Regions from separate parts of the Pan troglodytes genome. Here region 2 is linked to region 1. Evidence: chromatin contacts called from public HiChIP or PLAC-seq data. All regions are on one chromosome and are shown on one strand. The core of a region is the stretch at or near the end of the contact, and the rest is flanking DNA. Distances in the headings are between cores, read along the strand shown.

Region 1 (5,710 bases), core at 1,138-3,637:
TACTCATCTCACCTTCCTTGGAAGCAAAGACAATGTCTTTCATTTTCGTATCTTTCAAAGTTCTAAGTAGAATGCCTTATCTACATAATGGCATTGAATATATGTATTCTGAATGAATGGCATCCAGCTTTTAACAGTCATTACTTCTATGAGTTATCGACAAAATTGTTTCTCTGAATTTACTTTAAATGGAAAAATATTGTTCAAAAGCTGAAAAATCAGGAAAGCTCTCAATTTTTAAAAAACGAGAAATATTGTATTTGTACCATACTCCAGTGCGTTTTTTCTCATGCTGACCTAACCAAGTCTTTTTTAAGAAAATAAATATCCATAATTACCTTGCTAGTTTATCTCCTAATGGTTTTTTTTTTTTTTTTTTTTTTGGTAAATAAAGAACAAAAATAAGCCATCCATTTTTCTGGGAAAGTTTTAAAATTACCCTTTTCTTTATATGTAAGGGCATCTTCGTAAAGGTAATACCTACAAAATAATCCTGGCTTCTCAGATTAATATTATATAAAAATCACGGTATCCTTGTTATCAATAGGGAGATCGTTGGCAGTTTCATGTGTTTCTTCGCCGATTTTCTGTGATCACCGGAACAAGTGACTAAATATTTCAGGGTTCGTTTCTTCCCTTGTAAATATTAGCTGTTAACTTGACCACACTTGGTTCTATGCTGAGAAAAATGGTTTGAGAGGGTGTTTTGAGCACTCCAGAAAGAAAACAAAGGAGGAATATTATTTTCACTTCCTACTTGTTTACCTTTACTGTTTCATGGTTTTTGGATACTTGTGGGTGACTGCCAACTATCAAACACAATTATTTTTTAGTACCTAAGGGCATGGTAATAAAGGATCGGGTTTTCATCATACCATGAACTGAAAACAACATGAACAGTCTTGCAAACAAACGTAATCACTTTTTGGCTTCTCCGCACAGGCGGAGATCGATGCCTCGGATCTGGCGACCTTAAGCCTCGAAGCGCAGTCCCGCCGGCGGCCACCGCGCCGGGCTGGGTGGTCCCCTGGGAGAGGCCCGGCCGGCGCACAGCGGTTCCAAGATCTCCGCCAGGTTTTGGTTTTTCGTCGTTATTAAAATTGCTGTTTGGGTGTGTGTCTTTTTTTTTTTTTAAGACAAGACACTAGGCCAATTGCGCGGCGCTAGCCGGCGGCGGGGCAGGCATTTCGGAGGACCGGGAAGCTCGGAGGCAGCGGCCGTGACCTCCACACCGTCCTCCTGCGTCCTCATTAAGGAGGCAAAATGGTGGCCGCGAACGCCATCAGGCTGCGCCAGGGCGGGGTTTCGGCGCAAACAGAGGATCCCGTCAGATTCAGGCGGCCAGAACTCCTCCTCACCCAGGCCACCCCCCGGGGCCCACAGCCTGGACAGCTACCGGCGTGGCGCCTGCGGCACCGAGACCCCAGGCGAGGGTGTGGAGGCGGCGGCGGCTTCCCCGCGACCGTGAACAACGACGCCATTATCAGCACCCCCTGCCGGCCCCTCCGGCGCAGCCCGCGCAGGAGGCAAGGCCCGGCCTCCGAGGGAGGGGGAAGGAGGACGGGGCGGGAGGAGGGGAAGAGGGTGAAGAGGGCGGGAGGAGAAAGAAGACGGCGGGAGGAGGGCAGAGAGAAGAGGGAGGGAGGAGGGGAGAGAGGCGGGGCGGGGGAGAGAGGCGGGGCGGGGGAGAGAGGCGGGGCGGGGCGGAGCGGCGGGCCGGGCGGGCTACGGGGACGGGGGCAGGGCGACTGCTGCTGCCGGGTGGCCCTCTCCTCAGGCCGCCCTTTCCCTGCGGGTGGGAACTCCAGATGGACGAGGGCCCACCCCACCCGGCGCTTCCCCGTGCAGCCCGGGGTCGCGGCGGGCGGCGAGGGCAGCGGCTCCCCGGCTCCCCTACCTTACCTTCCCTGTCTTTCTCGTCCGCCATCTTGCTGCGGGGCCGGTCGCCTGGGAGATGCCTAACGATAACCTCGGCCGCGGTGTCCCGGCCTGCTCAGCGCCCCGCGGCGAGCCTGGCCTGGAGGAGGGGCCGCTCTGAATCCCGGGGGAGGAAGACCCTTGGGCGGGGCGGGGAGGAGGCTCTGAGCGCGCGCCCTGTCCCCGCTTCCCGCCACGACCCTCGCGCTGGGGGAAGACCAGAGGGCCCGTCTGCCAGCCGGGACCCGGGCGCCGCGCCACCCGGCCCCCAGCCTTGTCCCTCCAGACCCGAGGCCGGAGCCGGACTTGTCCCGGGCCTAGCATGTTGCTTCATCACACGGTCCCCAACCCCTCCTTTCCCTTATTTCTCATCCATTTGGGGACAGCACGCGCGCGCACACACCCCTCGCCCCCTCCTGTCCTGTTTGTGCGACGTGGCGTTGCTCGATCTTTGTTGTTAACTGCAGATCTTGAAAAGCGCCGGAGAGCCAGGTGAAGAGCTGGGCTCCCAAGGGGGTGATAGAACCAGCCCGCGGCCCAGCCTCCTCCTCCCGCTTCCCATTCACAGCCCGGCTGCTGCAGAACGGCCGCGCCTGCCCTCCCGGTTTCTCCCGTCCAGTCTTCACCGTCCTTTCCCAGAGAAAGCGACAGCACAGCCTATGACAACCGAAGCTAAAACGGAAAAACTGGGCCGGGCGCAAGAGGAAACCAGAGCCATTCGACTATTGCTAGAGGAGAGGAATAGCTGCAGAAAAACATGCGCAAAATAGGCACAAACATTGCGTCGTCAAGGCTGCAATGTCTAATACAAAATAGAAGGTTCTCATAGCAACAAAAACGTGCCCATGTTGTGCTCAGTATTACATGCGTTAAAATGTTCTTAGTTGTGAAATTTGACATGACCGCTGGTTAAAGTTACAATGGAAGTTTTAAATCCCGCTTTCCGGAAACTTTGCAGCTATAGCATGAAGTTAAATTTTTGTCTTATTTTCTGGATAAGTTTACTGTACTGGAACATAGTAAAGCTCTTTTTATAAAGAGCTTTGAATAAAATACGTAATGATGTGGTTGAAACGAACACCTATTTTCAAAACTAATCTTAAATGGTATTTCAGTGCATATGTTGTGTAAAAGCAATTTATAAACTAAATTTTAAGAGCCTTCAAAATACAAGGTACTCGTATTTAATGACTTAACAGTTTTAATGCTTTTATTGTTTCTATAATCTCAGGAAATCCTAAAACTGACTATATTTTTCTTTATTAAAATAACTTTTTCTGTAGAAGATACCCATTTGGCGCTGTGATCAGCATTCTACTTGAAATTGAATATAAACAACTGAATCATTACAAAATGGCTCATGTTAGAAGATACTTAAAACGAATACAATCTTGTACAGTAAATTTTTAACACCCCAAAAAACGAAAAGTAATTATTAGCATTCATTTATATCTAAATCTCAGTCAATATGATCTAAATATTTGTGTTTAAAGACTCCCCCTTTCCATATAGATAATGAAGGGCTTTGAAATAAGTGTAGGAAACCCTAAGTTTGGTCTCAGGCTTCCTATTCATTCACTATGCTTTTTCGTGTGCTGTTTACAGTTTCCTTTTTCTGGAATGCCTTTCCCTGCTTTTTTCCCCCGCCAACATTTCAGCTTCCCACAGACAAACATTTGTGCCCTCCTGGTTGTCCTGCAGGATGACCTTTGTTTTTGTTTTTGTCTTTTGTTTTTCGAGACAGGGTCTCGCTCTGTCGTCCAGGATGGAGTGCAGTGGTGCGATCTCTGCTCACTGCAACTTCCGCCTCCCGGTCTCAAGTGACCCTCCCACCGCAACCTCCCAAGTAGCTGGGAGGAGAGGCGCGCGCCACCATGTCTGGCTAGTTTTTGTATTTTTTGTAGAGACAGAGTTTCCCCATGTTGCCCAGGCTGCTCTCAAACTCCTGAGCTCAAGCGATCTGCCGCCTGCCTCGCCCTCCCAAAGTTCTGGGATTACAGGTGTGAGCCACTGTGCCTGGCCAGGATGACCTTCTTGAAGTCACCTACTCATTGAAGCTTTCCCTCTCAGCCTTTTCCTCTGTGGCCCCATGCTTATAGAGCCTCCCACATTGATTTGCAGTGCCTTCGTTCGTTCACTTTATTTCCACCTACCAAACAGTAAGATCTTGAAGACAGAAACGGCATTATTCGTTCATATATCCCCGGTATCTAGTACAATTTTTCTGTTTGCAATAATAAATGTCTTTAAAATTAAGAAAGGAGTAAGTCTTCTCAATGACTTTTTTTTAAAAAAGACCCAGATTCAGCACTTATTGTATGTAAGACAGACCTTCCTTTTACATTACATTTTTCATCAGTAAAAGTACTGGGCCAGGTGCGGTGGCTCACGCATAATCTCAGCACTTTGGGAGGCCGAAGCGGGTGGATCACTTCAGGTCATGAGTTAAAGACCCACCTGGCCAACATGGTAAAACCCCATCTCTACTAAAAATAGAAAAATTAGCCGGGTGTGGTGGCTCACGCCTGTAATCCCAGCTACTCGGGAGGCTGAGGCAGAAGAATCGCTTGAACCCGGGAGGCAGAGGTTGCAGTGAACGGAGATCCGCCACTGCACTCCAGCCCAGATGACAGAGCAAGACTCCATCCCCAAAAAAAGTACTAGTATTTCATGTTAATAAAATGGAATTCTTATATAAACATATATAAATTAAAAATTATTTTAAGAGTTGAACAGATTTCTCTGCAAATCCCCCTATATTTTTATATTTTTTAAACTAACTGTATTCAGCAAAGCTTTTTATTATTTAATTTATTCCAAACCACATTAATCAGTATTTCTCTGAACTCCTACAGCACATTTAAAACAGTACTGTTTCTCTAGGTGTGGGTGAGTAAAAAAATATTTAATATATGTTAATTAACTTCCCCATCTCCTGACCCCACTAAGGTTTGAATAGGAGCCTCCCCCTTTATAAACCCTTTTTATATACCCACACTACCTAGCCTAATTGGGGCACATATTAGCTGCTTCATACATACTTTTCAACTGCCTAATTTGCTGATTAGGCATAAAAGTATATAATTCTGGAAAAGTCTCCACAAGGTGAAAATGATTATCCAAATAATAAAGGCCCACAATGCCAGTGAGTACATTATCTGCATTATGCTGATATTTGACTCCTTTCAACTCTCTTTGGTTGTAGAAACATGACCGATGATTATATTACACTTTTAACTCTTTAAATATTATTAGCTTGCTTTGGACTGTGGAAAACTAACTACAATCATTTTTATTCCTCAGAATATATTTTGCGGCCGGGCACGGTGGCTCATGCCTGTATACCCAGCACTTTGGGAGGCCGAGGTGGGCAGATCACGAGGCCAGGAGTTTGAGACCAACCTGGCCAATATGGTGTAACCCCGTCTCTACTAAAAGTACAAACATTAGGTGGGCATAGTGCTGCAAGCCTGTAGTCCTAGCTACTCAGGAGGCTGAAGCAGAAGAATCACTTGAACCCAGGAGGCAGAGGTTGCAGTGAGCCAAGATCATGGCATTGCACTCCAGCCTGGGCGACAGAGCAAGACTCCATCTTAAAATAGATAGATAGATAGATAGATAGATAGATAGATGTATATATACATATACATGTATATGTATACATATATGTATACATATATGTAGAGTATATATACATATACATATATGTATATATACTCTACATATATGTGTATATATACATATATACATCTACATATGTATATATATACATATATACATCTACATATGTATA
Region 2 (5,710 bases), core at 2,396-4,895, 140 kb after region 1:
CCACTAAATCTGCTTCAGTGCCCCTATTTGTCTTTCCTCTGGTTGCAAAGGATGAATTGGCCCTATTCCTACCTAATGCTAGTCTTCCCACTTGGGCACTTGATTCCCCTCTTGCATACTCAAGGGCTTGGCTTCTATAGCTACCCCTTTCATTTGCATCGTTAGTTTTTTCACTTGCAATAATTTACTATCAGCCCTCTTGGCCAGGTGCAGTGGCTCACCCGTCATCCCAGCACTTTGGGAGGCCAAAGTGGGTGGATCACCTGAGGTTGGAAGTTCGAGACCAGCCTGGCCAACATGGCAAAACCCTGTCTCTACTAAAAGTACAAAAATAAGCCAGGAATGGTAGCACATGCCTGTAATCCCAGCTACTCGGGAGGCTGAGGCAGAATCGCTTGAGCCCAGGAGGCGGAGGTTGCAGTGAGCCAAGATGGCACCACTGCACTCCAGCCTGGGCAACAGAGCAAGAAGACTCCATCTCAAAAAAAAAAAAACCAAAAATCCTCTATACACCCCTCTCCTCTCATCAGCCGCCTAAACCACCATCCTTTTGGGGCAAAACTTCCTGAGTGTAGGTATGCTTTTCTACTTAAAACCTCCCATTCTCCCTTTAACTCACTTGAGTGAGGCATCTATCCACTGAACTTCACTTGACACCAGTCAAGACCTCTAAAAGACATCCACTGCAGTCTAAATCCGCATCTCAGCATATGTGGCACAAATTATCATTTGTTTTTGAAACTTTTTTACTTTTACTTGGCTTCAAATACGTCTCCTGGTTTTCTATTTCATTGACATTTTTGTTGCTGTTCCCTCCTCTACAGACCTGATTCTGAAGTGCCACTCTTAACTCCTTTGGAATCTAGTCTCTTCCTAGGTATCTCAAGGCTTTCAATTAAATGCCATTATATGATGACTCCAGATTTCTAAATCAAACCCTAATCTCTCCCAAGCTTCAGCGTCATTCATCTGCTTAGTGAATGACACTTTTATGTATAAAAAGCACCTGGAACCTCGTATTTGCAAAATATATTTTCACCTCCAAACCTTCCTCTTAATGGCACACTACTCAACCAATTTTCAGACCCAAAAACTAAGAGTCATCCTTGATTCCTTCATCAAATCCACGTCAAATATATTAGCAAGTCTGGAAGGATCCACATTCTAAATACATCCTGAGCCAGACCACTGCCCACCAACTTCATTGCTAATACAGGTTGAGCATCCCAAATCTGAAACTGATACATCAAAAGACAAGGTTTTTTTTTGAATTGGGAAGCTCAACCTGTCCTATCAAATTACCATCTATCAACAGTACCTTTCAGATCTTGATTCTACTCATAAAAATGTGTATCAGATGACTATAAGTCCTCTGTAGCCTCCGATTATGCTCAGAATCCTTACCATTGCTCCAAAGGCTCTACATGATCCCATGCTCTTTCATATCCCACTCTTGTCCACTAGTCCAGGTACAGTGGCCTTGCCATTCTAACAAGCCGAGATGGTTATTACCGAACGAACACATGCTGCCTTTCTCCTGGATCTTTGCATGACTGGCTCAGTAGAAGTCTTGCTTATTGATTCCCCCAGTAGAATGTCAGCTCCTTAAAGGGATTTTTCCTGTCTTAATCAGTCTAGTACCTCGTTCAGTGTCTAATACTCAGTAGGTACTCTGTAAATATTTTTGGAATGGGTGAATTAAGAATTTACCTGAATGTGAATTTACCTGTATGTACCAAATTTCACATTTTAAAGTTTCTTAAAGGACAAGAATGTGGCAGAGGACAGTTTTTAGGGGCTAGTTCTATCGAGGTATGCCAGCTTGGTAACTCCCATTTTTACTTTAGGTTTGCTAATTCTTATAATAAAATAATCCTCCCTGGGTTGTGCTGGAATGATCACTGACAAATTCTTTAAAAAAAAAATAACCACAGGCTTCCTTTCTGACAGCACCCTGGGCTGTTAATTCGTCATAGCTTCTATTAATTTAATTAGCTTTTTGATGGGCTCTGACAGGTACTACTGTTTCATGAGCAATTTTTGTTTTTTTGGCCTCCCACCTCTGACTGTGCTCGGTTTGAGGCTTATAACTATCTTCATTTCAACAACTACAGTATTGTTTTGCTACTTACTGATGGGCCAGTTAAATAGGTCAATGTTGATCCTCTTTTAAGTTTTTTTTTTTAATTTCCAATGGATTAAACCACCTTTATGACCTTTAAAAACAGCAGTTATCTCCTACCAAAAGTCCCATTCAGGATTCCAGTGTTTATCACAAAACTGAATCTAGGATTTACTGTGTGTATGCAAAGATCTTTTTTTTTTTTTTAAACACTAAGCTTATTCCAGATGGGCAGTGTATGGGACAGTAAAAACAGATAAGGCACCAGTAGTACATAAATTGACAACCTGTTGGATATTAAGTATGAAAACAATTTATGTAATATTTGTTAATATTAACCATATGATCTGATGTCATGGCCAAATTTGGATGGAAGCCCACCAGAGAAGCAAGCAAGAGCAAGAAGTGAGCAGAATTTCCAAGCTGGGAGAATATCTTAAGTATATATTAGGAGCCATTTAGCACACAGTGGGTCTTCTATAAATATTTGCTCGTGATTAGCCAATGTTACGATCTCCCTAGTTTATATTAAACTTTTTTCCTCTTGCATTATTCTTTTCTGAATACCTGTTCTGCCCTGAGGATATAAATTAGGTTCCCTGCTCTTAATAAGGAGCCCAGGAAAAGAGGAAGACAAGATCATTTATTACCTTCCAATATGATAAATGTAACGACGTACAAGATGCCTGGGAAGATGGGGAAAGTACGTAAGTCAGCTTTGGTGAAACACAGGAGCCCTTCCAGGGAGAGCGCTTGGTTTAGCTTTACTATACCAAGAATTTGGGTTTTATCCTTAAAGAGATAGGATGGGCTGCTACGACTGGATGTTAGGCAGAGGAATGAAAACTGTCCAGTTTACAGGCTGGAAAGGGCCAGCGGACAATAGTGGAAGGTGGATTCAGGAGAGTATGGAGACAGGGACACCAGCTAGGGAGGCTACTGATGATGGGGAAGAAATCTTAACCCTTCATCTCATCGTAGTACAATCAAGTCATCCCTCAGCAATTACTCCTATGTTAAATGTGATGAATACAACGTGTTAAAGACAAGGCACCTGTCCTCAACGGAGCTTTAATCTCTACTATTAGCCTTTACTAACAAATTACAGTGCAGTGCCCTTAGCAGCAAAATTTTCTCGCCAAAGATTCAGTATTGTTAGCTTATTTCATAATGACCTGTAGTAAGTCATTAGTACTACTGGTCCCCTCCTCCCCCTAGTTTTGGTCAATTTTGTCCCGGCCACTTAGATTAAAATGTTGGAGGCTTGGGATAAGGACTAGGAACAGTTAAAATAGTTTCAAGCCCATGGGTGGCAGAGAAGCCAGTGACACGTGCTTCGGGCCTAGGAGCTCCGCGGAGAACGTCCTTACCCACCGCCCACCCCCGGCGCGCGCCTCGCCGACCCCCAGGTTACCTTCCTCTCCTCGGGCTCACCGGGCTCCGGCGCGGCGGCCATGAGGACTACTCCGCGACTCCACCCGCCCTGCACCGCCGGGGTCGCGGAAACAGAAGCCCGGCTGGCCCCGCCCCTCCCCGTCCCGCCCCCACGCGCCGCCGCCTCCCGCCCTGTCCCGACGCGCCGGCCGCCATTTTAGGGAACGTTCCTAACGCTCCGCAGTGGCCGCACGGGGCCGGGCTGTCATGTCCTTTGTTCCGTCGAACGGGTCACACTTTCTTCCCAGCTTGGCACACAGCCTGCAGGGGCGGGAGAGCGGAAGGAGAAGGGTTCGGAAAACAAACCGGCTCCTAGATTCCTGGCGAGGTGGGGGCGTAACCGAGCCAGACAGCCCCGCTTCCCGCGCCAGCCCCCTGCGCCGCCCCAACCGCCATTTCTAACCGTCTCCGGCGCGCGTGCTCACATGCACGAGCCTCGGGCGCGCGCCGAGGGGGTGGGGCCGCGGTGGTGAGGGCGGGCGCGGAGCCGCTGCTTTGTCCTGCGGGGTGGGCCCCACCGCGGGGGTCGGCCCGGCCCCAGCCCGCCCCAGCCCACCGACCCGGAAGGCGCTCCGCGCTGGCTCGGCGGCCCTCGTCCCCTAAGTGTCCTTTGTCCTTCCGGCCACGGGACGAGCCCTTGGTGCCGGGGCAGCCCCACTCTGCACCAGCAGCCATTTAGTCCCCCGCGCCTGCCTTGCGCAAACGGGGCTCCCACGCCCACCCCACTTCCTCCCTTTTATAGTTTCATTACTAAGTGGCTTTAACATAGAACCGCGCAGTTCGCCTAAAGGAGACTGGGGACAAAATGGAGGGAGCAGCTCGCTAATGAACATGCGTCAGCACGTTGGTGTCCGCGGAGAGGGCGCGCGTGTGGCGAAGTCTTCCGGCGTCCCCGAAGGAAAAATGCCTCTGCAACGTGCATTTTTGATGTGAAGTCGTGTTCCACGTTTCACTCCTCCCTAAGACTGCGACATAACGTGAAACAAAATACTGCATATTGTCGAGCTCAATGGAGAACGCGTGCATGCAGGGTCGAGCCCATTTTTCAGCCATCAAAATAATACAATGCAATTTTTTCTGGTATTTATAATTTTTCCCCTTTAACCTTATACCTCCTTTATGTACTTTTACATTTCACGTTTAGGTTATATGTAACCTAAGGGCACTCCTTAGGAAACTGGACTTGTAGAATATGTCATTGTGCAAAGTCATGCTGCTTCGAATTATGCTGCGCGCTGGCACACAGCAAGCGCTCAGTGTTAACGATGTCGAATTCATATTAAGTACTGTTCATTGGGCGTTTTCTTACTCCGTAACGACCTTACTTGCATGCCCATTCGATACCTTTCTACAATCCCAGTAAAATACACAGTTAAGGTTGTGTATTTATGTGTCACAGTTTTTTTTTTTTTGAGGTTTTTTTTGCGGGGGGGGGCGGTTTTGTTTTTGTTTTTGAAATTGTAATTAGAAACTACATACTGTGCCGGGCGCGGAGGCTCACGCCTGTAATCCCAACACTTCGGGAGGCTGAGGCGGGCGGATCACGAGGTCAGGAGTTCGGGACCAGCCTGGTCAACATGGTGAAACCTCGTCTCTACTAAAAATACAAAAATTAGCCTGGCGTGGTGGGGGGCGCCTGTAATCCCAGCTACTCGGCAGCCTGAGGAAGGAGAATAGCTTGAAAACGGAAGGCGGAGGTTGCAGGGAGCCGAGATCGTGCCACTGTACTCCAGCCTGGGAGAAAGAGCGAAACTCCGTCTGGGCCGGGGGAGAAACTACATACTGCTCTACTGTTTGCTAGGGAAAAGAAAAAAAGTCACCCTACTGGTGATATCCTGCCAATCCTGGATTCTTTGCTGAAATTCTAATTCTAACTATGCTTTGAACCCCAGATCTGAAAGGCCGTGTCGAAGGTAGTAATATTCCATGAAGGAGTGGGGAATTCTTTTGAAGTCATTGTTGATTATGTTGTAAAAGGAAAACTGGAAAAGTACCAGGTAAAACACCACCGAGTCATCCTATTTTATTTTTATTGTGACTTTGAAAATTTGCTAGAGTAGACATTGTTGGGGTCTATTTCATTTGTCTTTGAAAAGTATTTTCATAAGGATGATTTAATTTTTTTTTTTTTTTTTTTTTTTTTTGAGACAGAGT

What was found. HiChIP or PLAC-seq counts read pairs in DNA pulled down with a chosen protein or histone mark.
Region 2: a contact with region 1 is called in an H3K4me3 HiChIP or PLAC-seq map of stem cell-derived excitatory neurons, with 6 times the contacts expected there. The contact joins the promoter of COX20 here to the promoter of EFCAB2 in region 1. A contact is called at or near these places in 1 of 7 Hi-C or Micro-C datasets (stem cell-derived neural progenitor cells) and 1 of 1 datasets of contacts at active chromatin or transcription factors (stem cell-derived excitatory neurons).

The regions. Positions count from the first base shown.
Region 1 is chr1:4,182,092-4,187,801 of NHGRI_mPanTro3-v2.0_pri, forward strand. EFCAB2 (EF-hand calcium binding domain 2) reads right to left here and starts at 2,388. Exons shown (of 8, transcript XM_063809405.1): 1 at 1,903-2,388. The coding sequence starts at 2,241.
Region 2 is chr1:4,317,544-4,323,253 of NHGRI_mPanTro3-v2.0_pri, forward strand. COX20 (cytochrome c oxidase assembly factor COX20) reads right to left here and starts at 3,646. Exons shown (of 5, transcript XR_008537777.1): 1 at 3,537-3,646.